2 separate regions of the Danio rerio genome follow, and region 1 is linked to region 2. Evidence: chromatin contacts called from public Micro-C data. All regions are on one chromosome and are shown on one strand. The core of a region is the stretch at or near the end of the contact, and the rest is flanking DNA. Distances in the headings are between cores, read along the strand shown. Region 1 overlaps fbxl4 (F-box and leucine-rich repeat protein 4). Region 2 holds the start of gprc6a (G protein-coupled receptor, class C, group 6, member A).

Region 1 (6,204 bases), core at 633-3,132, 420 kb after region 2:
TTTCTGCAGCGCCACAGGTCCAGAGAACGCAGAGAACGACAGCGGGCGCTCACCATACTCACAACCACATCATAGTCCTCAATCTGTCAACAAACACCACAATCAAACACTCTGAAGTTTCATAGGAAAATACAAGCAGATAACTTTCTGTATAGGCAATGTGAATATCAATTGGCATACTTCAAAACAAATATAAAGAGTGGCTACTGGCACTTTGAGAGTCCAAAAAGCATTTACAGTCAAAGCAGCATTAATACATGTATCTCTTGATGATACACAGAGGTATCTTGAAGTTAAATCATCAGTTTGTGCATGACATACGACAACTAAAATATGACAAAATACTTACATACTTACTGTATGTTCCAGGTATACTCAGAATATTTGCAGAAGCTATCAACAATGTGAAAGATTATCTGAAACAGACCAATCTTATAATTTCAGAAAACATCAGGAGCCACAGAAATTCATTTAGTTTTGTCTGCAATTGTTTTTAACCCTTAAAATGCTAGTAGCCTGAAATTGACAGACAAGGTTCATTCTTGAATCAAGTCTTTTGAATTTTCTTTTTAAAACAAAACAAGGGTATACACTTTTAATACCCCATTTTATCATCATTTCAGTGTATTATTGTTATTTTTAGATATACACTTTTGTCAATCATGTATATTATTTAGTACAGATAGTAAGCACAGGTCACCTTTATGAATATTTTATACATTTCTCTGTGAATATAGCTAATATTTGTAGGTGCCAAAACAGATTTGTTAAACAAATATATTTATTAAAACAAAATCTTAGTCGCTCAACATCTTTAGTGAGATAATTCATTTAAATTTAATTCATGTAAATTTACTCCTCATCTGTTAAACAGAAATTGAGAGAAAAATAAACAGGGGTTAAAAATGTTTATATATATATATATATTACTTTTTTTTTTTTTTTTGCTGTATTAGCGTACGCCATTTTCCAGCAAATATTTCATTTACTAGGCACAATGTATTTATGATTTGATAACATATGCCAGTAATCAATGCAAAACAGTATTTTATTGTGTAACTGCAACTCAGCCATGTAAACCTCAAATCCGGGCATCAGTTCATCCATCCAGTAGACTCACCATTACACAGCTCCCCAGGTTGAGGTGTCTGAGCTCTGGGCAGAATGTTAGAATGCTCAATATGGCTGATTGCTGTATGTGTAGAGAGAAATAAAAATGGATTATTGATTTACATGATTAACACACCAATGCTAATGAGAGAATACCAAACGCTCCAATTCCAAGACAATTCATCATAACTTTTTTGATGTAGTCGCTGTTTTGTATTAGTTTGTGTGACTTCATTTGTATATTTTAGTACAATATGCTCATCCTTCAATGAGTGGTATGGTTAGGGGTGGGGTTTGGAGACATTCCTCCTTTTAAAAATAATTTTCATATGACTTAGCAACTTTTTTGACACTATGTTAAATATTGACATCCAATTGAGATGCCACATAAAGGAACACACATTTGATAATCGTAAATCAAAGACAACGACACATTTACCTACAAATAGACATGTTAAAATTAAACTATTATTTGAACTCATGTTCTGGCAACACAACTGACACTCATATGTTTCAGAGATAAAAAAAAAAAAAAAAAAAAGTTGTTTTGATGTAAAACGCTGGAGTCTTGAGGCCATCAGTAAAAGAAGGCAGACATTGTTTTCATTATTGTGTTGAAATGAAAGATGAAGACTGATGGTTATGTGTGGATTAGTGGACAAATGTTCTGTGCATATTTCCATTGTTATTTACAGTGATGATGACTGAGATGTGTTTGTGTGTATGTTTATGTGCTGTCTCCATCACTACAGAAACATTATACCTGCTGGAAGAGGCGCTCGTACACTGCCAAATGCTGATTCAGTTAACCACACACGAAGGGACGGGACGAGCCACAGATTACTGACACGCACCGACATGCAGCATTGGTAAACGGCAGACTTACTGTTGTAGTATCATTTACAAAAACAGGTAAATATAGTGTATTTAAAAAAAAAAAATCTGCTTACACACAAGCATCTTTTCTTCTTTAATTCCCAAAATAGCTTGCTTTTTTAATGATGCCGTGTAAACAATAAACAAAGGCAGGTGATGTATAAAGCCCACAACTTTTGTGGGAACAGAAAATCTCATAGATCTGTAACTGGTGATTTTGTCTTTGATGTTAAAATAATTCATTTTTACCAGTGTTGGAAGTTATTTTAAAAAAGGTAATGATTACTGATTACATCATTAAAATTGTGTTAAATTATTTTCTAATTTTTCTGCCTGAAAAGTAACTCATTTACTAAAGTAATTTAATTACTTTAGTCATTACAAAAAATTCTTACAAATCCCAAAGCATGCTGAATACAAATTAAATCTTTTAATTCTTTAAATTTGATGACCTTTTATATTTATTTTAAAAAATGAACAGTTAAAGGTCCTGTGAGGTGCTTTGTAATTTGCATTTTTATTCAATGTTTGACAACCTCAAACGAAACATGAAAAGACAGCAACGCAGTGTTGCTCCTCCCCTTTAGCACCAATAGCATTTTGCTCTTAGTGGTTCAGCTCAAGTACATCAAATGCGAAGCATCTTGCAGGGGTTGGGGAATGTCAGATACTAGAGAGCATTTGATTGGTCACATGTTCATGAGAAAAAGAAGTAAGATAGGGTATCCGCAGGGTCTAAAAAATTAAAATCTTAAAATCTACTGAAATGTTGTGTTGTAGGTCCTAAATCTTTTTTTAATAAGGTCTTAATTTTTCTTTGTTCAAGTTTAGCTACCCAATTTGGCCATTAACACCCATACAATCACCAACAGTTCATCTTAATCAAACTAAATAAAAAATAAAGAACTTTTTACTAATTACTTTCACTGTAAAAAATGTTACTTAGATCTAACTTAAAAAAAGTGAGGCAAGTGGTTGCATCGGACGTTTTAGGTTGATTCAACTTCCAGCCTTTTTTAAGTATTTTAAACACTAAAACATTGCTTAAAACAAATGCAATAAAATTAAGTTGAGCCAACTAATATTTCTAAAATTATTCAAATCAGATAAACTTACTTTTTTTGTTAAACTTAACTTACTTATACATTGCTATATGTTGACTGTACTCATTTTAATTAAGTATTATGAACTTAATGATCTAAATAAAATTAACCATGCATATGTCATTTAAAACTAATTTAATTGACTTCTGGCTGTAACCTCAGAAAATAAATCTTCGTTTCTATATTGTAAGCACAATATACACTAGTAAAAACAGATAAACAGACTTTCCTGTCAATAACAATTAAATAAGAATGGAAAGATGGATTAAAGACCATAACATGTATTCAATATCAATCGATGTTCCTTTTAATAGTGACTACAAAATAGGCCATTAATGTGGCTACACGTACACAATACATTAATAAAAACATTAATAATACCAGATCCTATTGAGAAATCATCCAAGGCAACTCAGTGAGGAGATTTGCATATTTTGATGAAGATTTAGGATGCATAATGTCCAGTCCCACAAAGAGTCTCTAATATATCTCAAATGTATACAGTTTTGATGGATACTTGAAGTCGAGGACATCGGTAAGTCCAAACAGGAGCCATCATGCATTTGACAGGTTTGGCAAACCTCTGACAGTCCTATGATAATCCAAACTGTGTTGGGCTGATGGCAAATTTTTCCCGTGGGCAGCCGCATGCACCTCTGATTCCTCACAACTCTATTGGTAGAGACAAAAAGAAACAGGAGTTCAGGTGGTTGCTACCAAACAACATTAAATAGCTAAATACTAAATAGAAAATAACTACAAGTGAAGTTACAAAAGTGCAGTGAGAATGATGCATGGGTGAAACACCTTAGTTTATCAGTTAAAAATTACCTTAGTTAAAATTACCTAACTTCTATTTAAAAAATAAAAAAAGGTTATAGAGGTTGTGTAATTACATTATTCCAGGTGTTTTTAGTTATCAAATTTTAAAGAAAACTGTGATTTTACTCAGTGTAACAGTGCATGTCATTGTGGTTTCCTGTCAATCAAAGAATTGTTAAAATTTAGGTATTACATTTTTTGTTTATTTTGGCAACTTATAAAGCATAAGAATGTGTATTTAATTTAGATATTAAAACTGTTTGAAAATGGCTATATGAAAATTATAGAATACAAATTCTATAATTTAATTGTCATCTTCATTTTGCACCAAACTTTGCACGTCATAATACAAATTCTATTAAATAAATAAATAAATACATTGCCATTTTACACATTACATTAAGGTTTACAATAAATTTTTGCTAAAGCTACATTTAATTGACATTTAATTAATGTCACTGGCAAATGACAGTTCAGTGATTCAGTGTTATCAGTTAGCTTTATTGAAAGACTGACAGATAATAAGAAACTGCATTAGGATATTTTTATACTGTTTTTACTGTTGCACACATAAAAAAACTTCAGATATCAAATGTAAGTTAATTCTATGGAGCCCACTATTGTTTGCAATTTTACCAATGTTTTACCTGCCTGCAAATAATTATAGCTGTAGTTGTATCTAATGTTTTTCTTACCTGGATGTGAAGTTTGAAGATCCACAGGTAACAAAATCACTTTGGTATCTAAAGACCAAGAACGTGCATTTTAGAATGAGGTGCATACAATTTAAATGGTTCTGTAAACATCAGTAAATGTAATTTAAGTTAAAATTAATTGTAAATCTGCAATTTATTCACTATGCAGCATTAAAAAACTTATGGACTAAATCTCTAAAACACAAACTTTAAGTTATACTTTCTCTTACGTTAAACACAAACTACTTAACTGTTGCATACGTTTCTGCATTTAATATCCATCCTTAATGTGCTGCTATAACTTAGGTGAGCTAACTTTAGCTAAGTTAGCGCTAACAAACTGAACCCCCACACCCCGACCGCCCACCAGTGACCTTGTTAATCGGTTCTGCAACGTTAGTTATACCTACTAAGTGTTTTAAAACTACTTTCACTATTTTTTCTCAATAATATCACTTTTAATCGTTAGCATAAACTAGCGTTGGTTAGCGTTAGCCAACTTAGCTTTCCATGTGAGAGCAGTCTAACTGTTAACATACCTGAGGCTACAGTACAATTTACAAAGCTAAAACCTCACCTGCCTAGCGAAGACAGCAGTTTTGCATGACTTTACAATTATCATTCGGCTAAATTAGCAACTTACCGTGTTAATCAGATCCGCTGCTGGGAGCAGTTGATGTCGACCATTGCAGAAGCTGCGTCTGCCTGCTAAATCCCGGGCAATGAAAAAGGAGTCACGCCAAACTATTAAAATCACGTTTTATGAACACCTGCCCACATCGACAGCTGCTCTAATAAATTGTCTGTGTCAACTCACTTTTATAACATTTATTCTACACAATAACCACGTACAAAAATCTAATCAAATAAACTGCATTAGTTTTATTCAAAATATACAGTTATATAAAAACTGATATATTTTAAGTAAAGAGGAAGCAAATTTTATTTTTTTGGTATAAAACAAATAAAATTAACTAGATTGCAATTATTTAAAGTAGATAGAACCAACTTTGTGAGTGTAGCACTTTTTACAGTGTTCGATTCAGTAACATTTGCTTAAAAGCTCACCATTTAATTTACTGCTAAAGATACTAACCAGACCTATATATACATATATAGCATTTTTTAAAAATCTGAATTATTAGATGCATTGTACAAATTATACATTGACGATAAACTACGCTTATTTCCGTAACGTTAGTTTGTGTATTCCATCCTTCAGTGAATCAAATTTATGTTTACAGTTAAGTTACATCTAATTTATTAATAAAATATATTTATTTATATATTTTTAAAGGCTATTTAGTGTGTCCTGACCTGATTAGCTATTTTCGGCCTTCTTTTAGATCATGGGCAGGGCTCGAAATTGCGACCATTTTGGTCGCATATGCGCCCGAAAATTAATCTATGCGACCTCATAATATATCTGGGAGCATTAGTGCGACTGCAGATAATGGTTGTAGTGCGACCTGTTTTGATTTTTTGTAAAAACGTGCTGAATCGCTCTTCCCTGCCGCTATATTGGTTCATATTAGCTGTCAATCACTCAAGGTATTCCGCTGTCAGATGACAGGGAATAAGCTTTTATGACCACGGGG
Region 2 (6,286 bases), core at 2,313-4,812:
ACTGTGGGGGAAACCTGAGCACCCGGAGGAAACCCATGCAAACATGGGGAAAACATGCAAATTCCACACAGAAATGCCAACTGACCCAGCCAATTATAATAAAACAAACTTGAATGTAGGGGCGGACTTAATCAAGAGGTATAAGCAGCCACTTAGGGCCCCGGGGAATTAGGGGGCCTTGACCAATGCCAAGAAGCCTATATTAATTATATAGCTATTATTTTTTTCCTTATTTTTATTAGATAATACAACATTGCATGGAGTAAAATACATTGTAACAGTTTTTTATTAGAGCATCAATTTCTAGCTAGATTAAAAAATGATTTTAAAAAAAGGGAAAAAGTGAGGAAATGAAGAAAATTCTCTGATGCTTGACAGACTCATTTATGGCACATTATTGAAAAATTAAATGCATTACAGGAGACCATCTCTTTAGGAAAATAGTTTTTTGAAGTCGTAATGCATATGTTATTTGTTCTATTTGATACAGTTCCCACACTTTTTAAATCCAAGCATTATATGGTGAGGTTCAGAATTTTGCCATCTGCATGTGATGCACTTCAAAGCTGCAGAAAGTAGGATTTGTAATAAGTAATATTTTTAGTTTAACTCGTTTTTTTTTTTAATCAGAGAGCCACAGCATCAGCTGTTTCCATCAAGCAGCAGGACACAATTTGCTCACATTTTTCTCTCTCTGAATAAAGCAATACAATAACATATTATTGCATTAAGAAAAATATTTAAACATTTTTTTTTAAATAATAATAATATTAATAAGATAGATAAAATAACATAGATAAAAGTAGCACATTGTAGGCCATACAACAAGACAGAAAATACATGTAAGTTATGTAAAGGGTACATCAGTAGGAAAAAAAAACACTCCATTTTATAACTAAGCCAGGGGCAGGGAAAATAGGTCATATATATAATTTATTTTTTATTTTTGCATCAAATGTATGTAACTGGGTGAGAAAGGATTTTTCCAGTTCAGTGTTATAATCCTTTTAGCAATTATTAAACAAAAGGCATGTGCATTTGATTGTAACATTTGTAGGATTAAATACTACTAGGGGGGCATGGCTCCATATCTAAACGATATCATTCAGAAATTGTTTTTAAAATGAATGACAAAGCAAGAAAGTATGAAAAAGAGAGGCTGGAGCTTGTTGAGATCACAACTTGGATCAAAATGATTTAATTTAGATATTTTTGCCTTAGTCTAATATATTCCATGCAATAACTTGAATTGTAGGGAATGACGATTACAGAGAATAGAAGAGGTTTGTACACAAGACAGGGCCTTGTACCATTCCTTGTCTGTGAAAACATGAATGAGATTTGATTTCCAGCTCTGCTTTATTTAAAAATAGGATGAGAAACCTAACTGTCTAATAAATGAAGAAATAGTTTTATCAGTTTTAGAGACTGTACCTTTACATAGTTTTGTATCTAAAACCTGGTAGATTTCTTGTTTGCGAGGTGCATGGGAAAAATGTGTCTAAAGATATAGTTGTTTTGGGTTTTGGGAAGGTTACATTTTTCTGATTAATATTAAGTACATTTTTTTATCTGTCATCAAAGCCCTCAGGGCATACACCTAGCAGTGCAAGTGTGGGATCTTCAGAAAATTCATAATGGAAGATTTCCTTAAGGGCATTAAATACTTCTTTCCAAGTTACTTAATTTAGGACATGACTACAGAATGTGTTTGGTTAACAATATTCTGTCCACAATTTCTCCAGCACTTGTTAGAGCAGGAAGGGTTACATTTTGAAATTGTTTGTGGAGTTCTGAAAGATCTAATTGTGTAACTTCCATTTGAATTCTCTCCGTATATTAGAATTGGTCACAAAATCCACTTCACTGCCAACTTCCTCCTAAGTTTCCAGAGAAATTGTTCTATTCATTTCAGTCTCCCATTTCTCCCTTATCCGTAAGGTGTTATTTGTATTCTTAGATAAGAATATTGAGTCCCCTTTAGAAATGATTTTATTGAACACAAGTTCAGTTTGTATATCTTTTAGAAACTGTTTTATTGTAGAAGGGTTTTTAATTCCTTTTTACTCCTTATGTGTTGTGAGGAAATGTCTGAGTTGTAAGTATCTGAAAAATTCATATTTTGTGAGCGAAAACTCATTTCCTAATTGTTCACATGACTTGAGTGCATCATTATGAAACATTTAATGCTAGTAGCTCAGTCCACATCGAGACCATTTTTTAACCTAATATCTGTATGAAATGGTATGAAATCCTTTAGATATCCGATACTGGCTAAGGATGAAATATTCGTTGACATGCCAAATGATGTTTGTATGGTTGTCCATATTTTATATGTCATTTTTATGTCAGTTTTATTTGCAGATTACCTTGTGCAAACGGCCAGCTGGCTGCTTAATCTTATCATTTCATAGCTGATCATGAAATAATATCAAAAATTGAGTTGAAATTATTTGATCTTGTAGATTTATAAAGTATTAAATAAAAATATTCCATTACAATGTTGAAAACAATCAATATTTCCAATGACAAATAACCTAGTGAGATAACATTATTTATTATCAATCTAATCCAATCAATCAAAATTAGCGTCAGAGTTGCATCCTATCCATGATTTGCTATCTTAATCCTTTACCCATAGACTCCTGAGACTATCTTTTTCTAAAAGCTTTTTTTACCTTCTTAAAAAATAATGGTAAAATAGTAGTGGGATAAAAAAAAAAAGCAGCACAAATAAACCTGCAGTAATGTGCCAGACATGAATGTAGCAGTCATTTACTGTTCCTACAGAAAACAATACTTTAGAATTGATTTATATAAATACCAAACTATGAAAGAATTTGCTCTTTGCATTGATTAAAAACAGAACCTAACACGTCACCACCACAAGGTGGCGTGAATTAGCCACTTGCAAGATTTTTTTTAATTTACTGGTGACATTTAAAAACAGGAAATAACAAGTAAATGTACTGCATTACTTGACATTAGTTTTTGTTTGTTTGCTTTTTGTAGGTTATTATTTATTACATTTTTTTCACTTTCCTTTTAAAACTGTATTAGTTGGATTTGACTGTTCAGATCACTAGTTAACGTCAATAATTTATAAAGCTCAGAACTTACTATAGCCAAAGTTTGGATAGTGTTATTATAGTAACAAATTTAATTCATATTTTAAATAAATTTTTATTCTCATTTTAGTCTTCGTAATTTATTTTATTATTGTAAGTATTACATAGCTTTGCTTCTTTAGTAGAACAAATGAATATTCAGTAGAACAAAGCAAGCGTATTTCAGTTACCCTAATGACACGTTGCCAAACATACACTAAAAAACACAGGCTGGTGGTTGGTTGTTCTTTTGTTAAGGGTGTTTTTGGCACTGGTTATGTTTCACCTGTTGTGCAAGGAAAGGACCTCCTTTATATTTATTTGTGGGTGGGGGAGGGGCTTGAGAAGGTGGTGCATGTGTGTTTTCTCTTTTTACTTTTTTAAAGCTCTGGGCATTATAAGTGATGATGTGTAAGTGCACACCTGTCAGTCGCTCAGGTGAACTCAGGGAAAACATGGATTTGATGAGCTTCATTCTCTTATGGGCTGGGCTGATGAAAGTTGCAGAAGCCTCAATTGCACAGTTCAGCCAGTTGGGAGCCTCAGCCCCTGGAAACATCATCATTGGAGGACTTTTCCCCATCCATGAGGCAGTGGTGCCAGTAAACTACACCGGCAACAACAGCATCTCTGCCCCTGAGCATCCGGACTGCATAAGGTGAGCGTTCATCCAGTCCTGAAGGTCAGACTAAAGGGAAATGGAGTCAGCTGAATGTGTGTATTTATGTTGGAGACTGAAGGTTTTAATAGTATTTGTTATAGGAAAATTGATGAACAGTAATACATTTGTTGTAGGGTACAAATTCTTTGTTTGATTACAGTTTAGACCTAAAATTGAGACAGACGTCTCCGGTCTGGTTTCCGTCTCCGGTGGTTCTTTTAAAATTATTAATTTACATAACATAAAATCATTAGGAAAATATTTATAAATAAAACAACTTACAAGTGAGAAAAATGGAAAACATAAATAAAACAAAAATATCATTCTAATGCAGCACACAAAATAAAAAGTATATAAAACTTTTTTAGAATATGAAATGGAGTAAACAAATATCTAAAATATAAAAGCCAAGAGTAGGGAGGCCCTAAAGTGACATGATAGTGGAAAAACTATTTTTCAAATATTTAGCATTTTTCTCTGCAAATGTTGCTTCCCCTGGGAAACTTAGCAGACCTATATTTTACAGAATTTGTTCTTTTTAATAAGCAATCACTTTTTTAATGCATTAAAAAACTATATAAATCACTATATACAGGCCTGTAGCCAGGAGGGGTACGAGTGGTTCGAAAGATCCACCCCCCCATAGACAGAATTTGGCCCTTATATGAGCTCATTTGTGCCATTTTTGACAGTATGACAAAAGCAAGATTGACATATTTAATTGTTTAGTTTTTTGAATGATAAAGGATAATACACTTGTAATTTAAATAATTTTTTCCCCCGATTTTTTAAATGTACTTTTTTTTATTTAAAATGCTCATAACATAATTTATAAAATTTTAATAACTTACAATATAAATACACATTTGCAAATGAACACTTTGTGGTAAAATAATATGGTAAGCACTACATTTATAGTTGAAGTTTTATCAAAAAGTGTGGTTATGATCACCCTCTAATCCAGCAAATCCCGAAAAAATTAGGGCTTAATATGTCCCTAAAATGAGACGAATAACTGCAAAAAGGTCCACTTTTTAAGAAAATGTACCACGCCTTTTAATAGGCTGGATACAGGCCTGATATAGGGATATATTTTCACTGGTAATATTTCAAAGTTCTAAGAATTTGCAGCAACATTTGTGACAGACAAAGACATACTATTGGGAAGTTTAAAGCAATTAATGATTTTTATATCCATTCTAGTCTGCTTATATATGATTATTAATTTATTCATTCATTCATTTTCTTTTGGCTTAGTCCCTTATTTATCAGGGTTCACCACAGTGGAATGAACCACCAACTATTCCGGCACATGTTTTACACAGCGAATGCCCTTCCAGCTGCAACCCACTACTTTGAAAAATAATTAATAATAATAATAATAATAATTCCTTACATTTATAAAGCGCTTTTCTGGGCACTTAAAGCGCTTTACACAATGGGGGGGGGGGGGGGGGGGGGGGGGGTCTCCTCATCCACAACCAGTGTGTAGCATCCACCTGGATGACGCGACGGCAGCCATTTTGCGCCAGACCGCACACCACACACCAGCTGATTGGTGGAGAGGAGACAGTGATGAAGCCAATTGAATATAGGGATGGTTAGGAGGCCATGATGGACAGAGGCCAGTGGGCAGATTTGGCCAGGATGCCGGGGTTAAACCCCTACTCTTTTTGAAGGACATCCTGGGATTTTTAACAACCACAGAGAGTCGGGACCTCGGTTTAACGTCTCATCCGAAAGACAGTAAAATATAAATAATTATGTAAAATGTAATTATGTAAGATGGTTTAAGATTGAAATGCAAGATGTACATCTGTGGCACATGTTAGAAGTTTTGCGATTGATACAACGCACATAGCCAAGCAAACAGATATTGCGATAAAGACACGGGTCACACACTGAATACGAAGCGCAGCACTGAGCCTTAAAAAGCAGGATGTATTTACTCTCCTCTGGCTCTGCAAATTTTTTTCATATTTTTCAACACCCATTATTACAATGCTGGTGGGAGTGTGCTCAGTTGTGTGATTGAAGCAGAACTCCACTGCATGGTCTATCGAGAGCAGAGAAATGTAAACATGTAACCATCTTGAGAGAGAAATGACATGCCATCACTTAAATAATCTAAATTAAGTACGTTTATTTTATTGTTTATTAAAAACAAAATTATCGACATAATTTGGCACTCCTATTATAATGGTAAGGGAAACATTGCCAAAGAGAGAACAAGGGCAAGTAGTATCTAAGGAAACAAATCAAGAAAACATGAAGATGACACTTAGGTGTGGCACAGAAAACAATTGGGGCATTATAAACATCACTGTGACATAATTAAACTGAAGAGTTGTTTGTTGTAGATACTGAAATGGAATGTTATTATTGTTTTGCATTAAATGTGCTTGCCTTAAAGCTATACTTTAAAAAGATGCTATATAAATAAATGTGACATGACATGGCGTGCCGAATTGCTGGGCTGATGCAAATTTCCAAATGCTTATTATACATGAGTGAAAAA

What was found. Hi-C and Micro-C count contacts between places; a contact is called where the count stands out from the background.
Region 1: a contact with region 2 is called in a Micro-C map of caudal fin, with 8 times the contacts expected there. The contact joins the enhancer-like site here to the promoter of gprc6a in region 2. A contact is called at or near these places in 2 of 18 Hi-C or Micro-C datasets (caudal fin and hematopoietic stem cells).

The regions. Positions count from the first base shown.
Region 1 is chr16:35,773,254-35,779,457 of GRCz12tu, forward strand. fbxl4 (F-box and leucine-rich repeat protein 4) reads right to left here. Exons shown (of 8, transcript NM_001007315.2): 6 at 1,121-1,192; 7 at 1-83. All of the region lies in intron 9 of LOC137487924, which reads left to right. Among named protein-coding and RNA genes, the nearest start is that of pou3f2b, 12 kb to the left of the region's middle. Within about 2 kb of position 1,883, at least 2 of the 62 cell types and tissues checked have an H3K27ac peak or open chromatin away from gene starts, as enhancers often do. A contact at or near this core is called in caudal fin, where this site is marked.
Region 2 is chr16:35,349,280-35,355,565 of GRCz12tu, forward strand. gprc6a (G protein-coupled receptor, class C, group 6, member A) reads left to right here and starts at 3,563. Exons shown (of 6, transcript NM_001008731.1): 1 at 3,563-3,765. The coding sequence starts at 3,563. LOC141378228 (a long non-coding RNA gene) reads right to left here. Exons shown (of 4, transcript XR_012392209.1): 3 at 3,531-3,795.